2 separate regions of the Sus scrofa genome follow, and region 1 is linked to region 2. The links are chromatin contacts, called in public Hi-C maps. All regions are on one chromosome and are shown on one strand. The core of a region is the stretch at or near the end of the contact, and the rest is flanking DNA. Distances in the headings are between cores, read along the strand shown.

What was found. A called contact is a pair of places that touch in the nucleus more often than the background predicts.
Region 1: a Hi-C map of embryonic fibroblasts shows a contact between it and region 2, with 2.4 times the contacts expected there. The contact joins two enhancer-like sites. A contact is called at or near these places in 1 of 47 Hi-C or Micro-C datasets (embryonic fibroblasts) and 1 of 2 datasets of contacts at active chromatin or transcription factors (alveolar macrophages).

What each region holds. Positions count from the first base shown.
Region 1 is chr13:126,727,054-126,731,564 of Sscrofa11.1, reverse strand. The region is part of intron 2 of TPRG1 (tumor protein p63-regulated gene 1 protein); the gene reads right to left. Among named protein-coding and RNA genes, the nearest start is that of TPRG1, 200 kb to the right of the region's middle. Within about 2 kb of position 3,179, at least 2 of the 83 cell types and tissues checked have an H3K27ac peak or open chromatin away from gene starts, as enhancers often do. A contact at or near this core is called in embryonic fibroblasts, where this site is marked.
Region 2 is chr13:126,541,306-126,545,887 of Sscrofa11.1, reverse strand. All of the region lies in intron 1 of TPRG1 (tumor protein p63-regulated gene 1 protein), which reads right to left. Among named protein-coding and RNA genes, the nearest start is that of TPRG1, 14 kb to the right of the region's middle. Within about 2 kb of position 2,452, at least 6 of the 83 cell types and tissues checked have an H3K27ac peak or open chromatin away from gene starts, as enhancers often do. A contact at or near this core is called in embryonic fibroblasts, where this site is marked.

The DNA of each region.
Region 1 (4,511 bases), core at 1,930-4,429, 180 kb before region 2:
CCCTTACCAGTACTACCTATAGGGCTAGGAGAAAGAAAATAAAATACTATATCTGTGTGGATTAATCCAGGTACAATCTCTACAAAAGAACAATTCTATTATCTTTCTCTTACAATTGGGGGGCAGGGAGCTTCTCTCTTTGATTTCTAGCTTGTGCCAAATTCCTCTGGGTCCATTTCCAAATTAGCTCCTTGAAAGAAACATTTGGGGGGTTCCCTTCCTGGCTCAGAGGTTAACAAACCTGATTAGGATCCATAAGGATGTGGGTTCGATCCCTGGCTTCACTCACTGGGTTAATGATCAGGCATTGCCATGAGCTGTGGTGTTGTTGTGAGCTGTGATGTAGGTCACAGACACAGCTCGGATCCTACATTGCTGTGGCTGTGGGGTAGGTCGGCAGCTATAGCTCTCATTCGACCCCTAACTTGGCAACATCCATAGGCTGCAAGTGCGGCCCTAAAAAAAAAAAAAAAAAGGCAAAAAAGAATAAAGAAAGAAAGAAAGGAAAAAAAGAAACATCTGTATCCACCAGCTCCAGTTCCTCTTCTCCCTTTATCTTTTGACATCATCTCTCCACTTCTAAGGCAAGCTCCTGCCTCAGGACCATTGAACTTGCTGCTACAGCTGCCTGGAATGCCATCCAACACCTCTCTCCTCCTTGGAAGTCTTCATCATTTGGATCCCAGCACACAACCATCTCTCCTAGTGGTCATAACCTGCCACTTCCACTGCTCCTCCTCCATCTTTTTTTGGTTCCCATGGAACCAGAGGGGATAGAGGGAGTTGGGGTGGCAGGAGTCGCCTGCTCCAGGATGCAGAAGATAAAGGGGTGGGAGTGCTGTCTATAGAAAATGTGATTGAAACATGCTTTTCATTATTACCATGTGCTGGCAACTCTCAACAATTTCAGTGACAAAATCCTCCTCTCTGCTAGTACAAGATATCCCCCACCATGCCCTTCCCCCTTTAGCACACTATTGACTAGATTCTCCCCACCATCCTAACCTAAAACCTTATAACACCCCAAACATCAGCCCTTAAGCCTCTTTTACTAACTCCTCAGAAGACCTCATTTAATTTCATTGCTATATCATGTATCTATTGATGACTCCTACTTTTTATCTTCAGCTCAGATATCCTCACTGAATTTCAGATTCACATATTAAGTCACTTTTTGACATCTCCAGTGTCATCCTGTCCCAAAGTAAGCTCCTGATGTTCCTTCAGAACCTCTTCCTCTCATGGTCTTCTCCATCTCAGATAAAGGCCACTCCTTCCTTCCAGTTGCTCAGCAAAAATCTTGGAGTTCTCCTGGTCCCCTGCCTGTGTCATTACTCCCCATTCCATCAAACACACATATGCTCCAAACACATGTCATCACCTCCACCACTACCTACCTGTCCAAGCTTCCACAGCAATCATCTGGATTACAGCATGATCTCCCTGGTGAATCTGCCTCATTCTGCCTGCCCTCTCCCTATTCTGTCTTCATCTATCTTCAATACAATGTTGAAATGGAGGTCATACCTCTGCCCAAAATGTGCTGTTGGCTCCCATTTCACTCAGAGTGAATGTCAAGGACCTCCCCTTGTCTCTCAGGGCCCATTTCACTGCCCCATCCCCACTCCACCATCATCTTTCTAACTTGGTTTCCAAAGACTTTTTTTTCACTCAATTTAATCTATGCCTTACTCTCAAAGGCAGCAAGAAGGCAAGCTCCTGCCTCAGGACCATTGAACTTGCTGCTACAGCTGCCTGGAATGCTGTTTCTCCAGTTATTTACCTGGTTTGCTCTCTTGAATCATTAAGCTCTTTGCTTAAATAACAATGTATTCCTCTCTAAGCACCCTCTCCAGAATCTCACCTCCAAAGACTTCCTAACCCCTTCTCTGTCTAATTATTCTCTGTGTCCCATAGATTATATATTTCAATGATTGATTTTATTGACCATCTGTTCCATTAGAAATGTAAGCTATTTGAGAGAAGATTGTTTCTTTTTGTTCACTGCTCCTGTTTTCCTAAACCCTAGAACACATATTAGTTTTGTGAAATGAATGAATCTAGATGTTTGCATTGAGCAGATGTTCAATAAACATTTTGTTGTTGTCATTGTTTTATTGTTGTTTTGTGTTTTGGGGGCTGCACCCTCAGCATATGAGGTTCCCAGGCTAGGGGTCGAATCGGAGCTATAGTCACTGACCTACACCACAGCCACGGCAACACCAGATCTGAGCCATGTCTGTGACCTACAACCCAGCTCATGGCAATGCTAGATCCTTAACCTACTGAGAGAGGCCAGGGATCAAACCCACATCCTCATGGATACTAGTCAGATTTGTTTCTGCTGAGTCATGATGGGAACTCCCAATAAATTGTTTTAAATGAATGATTTTGCTTTTCTTATTAAGGCCTCACCTGTAGCAGCATATGGAAGTTCCCAGGCTAGGGGTTGAATTAGAGCTGCAGCTGCAGGCCTACATCACAGACTCTGCAACACCCGATCTTAGCTGCACCTGTGACTTATATCACAGCTTACAGCAATGCTGGATTCTTAACCCCACTGAACTAGTTCAGGGATCAAACCCAGATTCTCGTGGACACTATGTCAGATTCTTAACCCACTGAGCCACAACAGGAACTCCAAATGAATGAATCTTTTTTTTTTTTTTTTTTTTTTTGTCTTTTTGCTATTTCTTTGGGCCGCTCCCACGGCATATGGAGGTTCCCAGGCTAGGGGTCCAATCGGAGCTGTAGCCACTGTCCTACGCCAGAGCCACAGCAACGTGGGGATCCGAGCCGCGTCTGCAACCTACACCACAGCCGGATCGTTAACCCACTGAGCAAGGGCAGGGACCGAACCCGTAACCTCATGGTTCCTAGTCGGATTTGTTAACCACTGCGCCACGATGGGAACTCCCAAATGAATGAATCTTATTCAAATACTTCGTTTTACTTTTGTCATGACAACTACCTACTTCCCTTGAAGCACAGACTTCTGAGTTATAGATATAATCTGAATCATGTCTCATATAACCATGTGCATGAGAAAAGTTTAGTTAATTATACAAATACCTTGGGTATTTGTGCTAACTCTTGTTTTGGTGACTGGTAGAGCTCTTCACAAGCCCAGAACTTTCCCTTCAACTCATGAGGAATGCTGTAGACCACAGAGAAGTAGCCACATACTTGTGGAATTCCCAGCACATTTATTACAGAAGAGTCCGGGCTGAGACAAACATTCTCTAACTATTCCTTAGTGGGTGACTACTCCCTGACCAAAGGACAAAGCTTATCAACTAAAAATAAGACCCCACATCCCACATGTTGGGAACTTATGCAACATAACTTTTCTAAATTTCAGATAACCCAGAGGAACAGACTTTTAAAGAAAAGAAAGGTTGGACTTCCCCTGTGGCCTACAGCATAACGACATGGTGTTGTTACTGCTATGGCTCTGGTTCGATCCCTGGCCCTGGAGATTCCACAAGCTGTGGGTATGGCCAGAAAAAGAAAAAAGAAAGGTTAATAATATTTTTTTTCAAAATATCCCTTATGATTTTTTCAATGTGTTTTTATGATATTTTATCCATCTTTTCACTATATATTACCCCTTCCTCCCTAAGTATCTGATACTGTCCACTGTGTCTAAAACTGCTCAATTTTGTTTTTTTCCTGTTAATTCTCCTGAAAAACTTACAGCAGAGCTAAGCAGTACCTATACAGATGTTATGATACTGCCAAATAATAGACATGGATGATCATGAACTTGGACTAAATGTCTAGTCAATAGCTGCCATGTTCCTCAAACCCACTATGCTGTGCCTGATCTAAAGCCCTTAGCCTGCTGCTCAGCAACTAGGATCTGGTGCAGAACCAACCTCATTCCCCCTTCCACACCACTGGCCCTATAGGCAGCCACAGCAAACACTCTCAAGTGTTTTCAGAGAGTACTAACTTAGAAGTGTAATCAAATTCTTTTTTTGCTGGAAACCCTTCTTATCTCTGTCCAAAGCCCAGGTCAAATGTCATTTCCTCCTTACAACCATCCCTAATGGCAACCTAACTGTTTTTCATGAATTTTTCCTTAGTAAAATCAACCACACTTGCTTTCCTCTTCTTGCAGCATTTATCATCTCTTATCAAGTGTTGCAGTAATTTGCATACACCTTTATAATGTTAGGGAAGCCCCTTTGGGGGAGGGTCATTGCTCCTTATTACTAAATCCCCAAGCTTAGAGTGATGTACACCATAAGTGATCAAGACGTAATATTTTACTAGTGATTTAATTATAGAAACCACATCATTGGCCTAGTTTCCAAGATTTCAATAATTTGTTCTGTATTCTTTGGGATGCAGGCATTGTATCATTATCCATGTGCTGTCATATATTATAATGCCTTTTCTTATTTTTATGTCAGTGATCTATGGAGCAGTGTTACCCAGTACTTGTCAATTTCCCTTCCTTTTCTCTTGTCCCTGGAGATGATGTTGGAGTTGTGTCATCTTGTTTA
Region 2 (4,582 bases), core at 1,203-3,702:
TTTCCCTTGGAATGCTTAATGGAGGAGGAGGAATAAGAATTTACACATACCAGGCCACTGAGATAGCCTCATTGTAACTTAAAATGAGGCTGCTGGCCAAATGCCTGGAACCAGACAGAGAGCAAAGGTGCCAGTACTGAAGACATAAACCCAGTCAATGATCATTTACTTTTCACGGGTCCTCAGTACCTATTTTTCCAACTCTTCTCCAACCCAGATTCAGGGTTCCAGGAGACCTATATCTCCCAGATGGCTGGGCCACTTGTCACTTTTTTTTTTTTTTTTTGGCCACACCCACAGCATGCAAAAATTCACCGGGCAGTGATCAAACCCATGCTACAGCTGTACCCTGAGCTGCAGCAGGGACAACACCAGATCCTTAACCCACTTAACCACCAGGGAACTCCCTAGGCCACTTTTTATTTAATGAGCAGTAGAAAGGTGAGACTTTACAAAGCAACTTTATCCTAAAATTCATAGTTCCAGATTTGACCTTCTTTCTTGAGACTGACTTATTCACCCTATATTTTACCATCATCAAAACCCAAGTGTCTTGGGTCCTACTCCTATTAGCTGCCACACTGCAGTGACTGCTAACACAAATTAAATACTCAAGAGTATGTCTTGAGTTGAAATGCATTGAACTGAATAGGATTGGATTGGATTAGACGGGACTGCACTGGATTGCATTACATTAGACTGGACTATATGCATTAAACTAGACTGTATGGACTATATAGAACCATGTGTGGAAGGAGAACAGACTCTAAAACCTATGTTTCTTTACTTTTAGGCCAAGGCACTAATAAAGCAGCATGAGGCCTATGCACGGACTCTGTGGTCAAACTACAAAGTCCTAAATTCAAATCTCAGTGCCACCACTTACCAGCTCTGTGATGTAGAGTAAGCTCCTAAATCTCCTTGCACCCCCTTGAGTAAAGCTGGGACAATAATAGTACTTACTTTATAGGACTGCTATGAAAATGCATTCAATTACTTCTTGTAAAGTCTTTGGGATAATGCATGGCACATAGAATGCACTACAAAAGTAGTTTTAAAATAAAAATAATTTAAAAAAACTAAAGTACCGCTTTGAATTGTATTTTACTTTACATTTTACAAAGCCCATTTACCTATGGCAGCTCACATCACACTTGTACGGGAAAGATGATCCTTATTGATCCCATCTTGTCAATAAGAAAACCAAAGCTCATAAAAGCAAGTACAGATCAAGAAGTCAAGCAGGAGATTTCCCTTTATGGCTCAGTGGTTAACAAACCCAACTAGGATCCACGAGGACACAGGTTCAATCCCTGGCCTCGTTCAGTGGGTTAAGGATCTGGCATTGCCATGAGCTGTGGTATAGATCACAGACATGGCTCAGATTCTGTGTTGCTGTGGCTGTGGCAGAGGCTGGCAGCTGTAGCTCTGATTTGACTCCTAGCCTGCGAACATCCAATATGTCTCGGGTATGGCCCTAAAAAGAAAAAAAAAAGAAAGAAGAAGAAGTCAAGCAGAAAAGCAAAGCTCATAAAAGCAAGTACAGATCAAGAAGTCAAGCAGGGAGTTCCCATCGTGGCGCAGTGGTTGACGAATCCGACTAGGAACCATGAGGTTGCGGGTTCGGTCCCTGCCCTTGCTCAGTGGGTTAACGATCCGGCGTTGCCGTGAGCTGTGGTGGAGGTTGCAGACGTGGCTCGGATCCCGCGTTGCTGTGGCTCTGGTGTAGGCCGGCGGCTGCAGCTCCGATTCGACCCCTAGCCTGGGAACCTCCATATGCCGAGGGAGCGGCCCAAGAAATAGCAACAAAACAACAACAACAAAAAAAAAAAAAAAAAAAAAAAGAAGCAGGACCTAAATAATCATAGGACTTGAACCCTCTTCTGTCGTATTTAAAACATATTTTCAGTTCAGTTAAGTATGATATCACGACAGTTTTCATATGTAGTCCTGACTGCAGTGTATGCCATTAATCACCTGATAGGCAAGAGTTACGTAAAGGACAGTATCCTCAGTGGTACTGGACTAGGCTTTTTCTTGCCCAGTACCAGGCAAAGCAAAGGACTGCAGCCTGGACTCAGATGAAAGGTCTCTGATGTGGTGAGATAGAAATAGTGAAGGAGTCAGGAAACCTGAATTCTGGCCTAGACTCAGCCACTAGCTTTTGTCGTATTCAAAACAAACACTGATTAAGGGCTTACTCTGTGCCATGCACTGCCTTCATATCACTTAAACCTCACAGCAAACAGGGGGCATAGAGACTTTTATTATTCTATTTTGCAGATGAGGAAACCAAGGTGTAGAGTAGATGAGTAACTTGTTCAGGTCAAATTACTAGTATGTGTGATAATAAATCTTATTTGTCGAATGAGGGCATTGGACTAGTATGACCTCAAAGGTACTTTCCAACCCAGTCCATCCATAATTCAGGGAGCTCTTGCCTAATCCTCGCTCCTCTGGGGGGTAATTCTGTGGTTCTGGGCAGCTCGACGTCAAACCTCAGACATCTCAAGGCCTCCTGGGATACCAGGATTGAAAAACTGGTGAACTGTTGCATAATGTGGGATTTTCTAATCATCGAAAGAATGAAACTTAAGTGAAAAATAGGCAAAAGATAAAAACCCCAACTCTTCCCCAGCTTACCAATTTCATTGGTAATCATTTATGCATTTGTAAACATGAGGTTTATTCCATTTTTCAATTTTCTTTCTTCACTTATGTTTATTTACTATCATAAACATTTTCCCAATAATCATGGCTAAAAGTCTTCATAATTATCATGATTATTATTTTCATGACTACATAAACATCAGCAGTAACTATTTACATTTTTATAAAATATATAAATATATTTTAAATTTACAGTTATATTTACATATTTATAACAATGTAATAAATATTGGCCAAAATATTGTAATAAAATGATTCCCCCTGTTGCTAAATTATTTAATCAGTTTTTGGTGTATTTGCTATTTTATATATAGTGCTGCAGTGAACATCTTTGCACAGTTCATTCTCCTTATCAGGTATATTGTTTACACAGCATGCATTCCCCAGAAGGCAAGGCTAAGGCCAAGAGCAGACCCACATTTGTGGCTCATACACTCTGTAGATGGAGTGTGTAATGTTGATAGTGACCACAAATGGCCCTGCACTGTTAAAATCATGAGACATTGAGCAGTGAAAGCTGGTTCCAGATTGTGAGTGAATACGACTGGTTTTCTAAAGTGAACGAACATTAAATTAACAGAGGTTTTGAATACTGAATTTTTGGTGCTTGGCTCCACAGCAAAGCTTACTTAACTATCAAGAGGGAAAAGGTTTGTGAGAAGTGCCTGCAAGAAACAGACTTACAGGAATTAAAAAGATTTTACGAGAAGTTTAAAAAGATCAGACCCTCAAGAGAGTTGTACTCAGGAAACATAAGCAAACTAATTCTCTTGAACCTCACTTTAGTATTTTTATCTTAATACTAAAGAAATGTACTGCCACCACTGTCAGCTAGTCAGAAAAGGTGATATATGAATGCATATTTTTTAACTGATGACATTCATTTGCCAGTCAATGGGCCAAGTCCTTTCTTTAAGCCTCTTCCAGAGTTCCTTCTCATTTTTCTTCACTAAACCACCCATAATGTATTCTCCATTACTTCCAGATACAGGTATTTTTGTTTTTATTTTGGTTGCTTTTGTTTTATTTTTCTTTAAAAACTTTCAGAGTTCTTCCAGCTTTTAATTTTTTGTCCCTCCTTATGGTTGCTTCATCCTTAAATTAATGATAAGAGTATTTTTTAGGAATTCATCTCCTTTAAGCCTTTCTAGAGCAATTAATTTAATAGTCATTGAAAAAATCTCTTTATTTTCAAAAATGATACAAAAGGACTTATTTAAAAAGCAAACTCCCAGATTTCAAAACCAATCTAATGGTAACCCTAGAAGTTGTTGGGGGGGAAGAATTGGGAGGGTGGGAATAATACATACCACTACTGTATAAAATAGATGATTAATGAGAACCTAATGTATCACACAGGAAAACCTACTCAATAGTTTGTAATAACTTATATTGGAAAAAAGAATGTATATATTATATGTACGACTGATTCACTTGGCTGTACACCTGAAACCAATACAACATTGTGAATTAACTACAATCCAATAAAATTAATTTTTTGATTTTCACATTCATACTTCATTTGTCTGCATAATGTTTAAGTTATATAATTGTATTAATTAATGCAACTGTCATAAACAATTTTGAGTAAAAGATCAAATGACCCTTGGTAAGCATGCAACTCAACTGGTGGGAGGAGAGGGGAACCAGGACCCCACAGAGTAGCCTCACAGCCCTGAGTATTTAGTGTGCTAAGGGGATCTGTCATGCTTTACAAAAGGAAAGGTTAATGGTCAGTTAAGTGGAAGTTACATCTGAAGACTAATGAGTGTTCCTCAACACGTCAACATGGAAGAGAAGGACAGAAGGAGAGAATGAGAATTGAATTACTGTATCCTGAATGCAGAAGCATCCAAAGAAGATATACAGATGGCCAACAGTCACATGAAAAAGTGTTCAAATAATAATCACT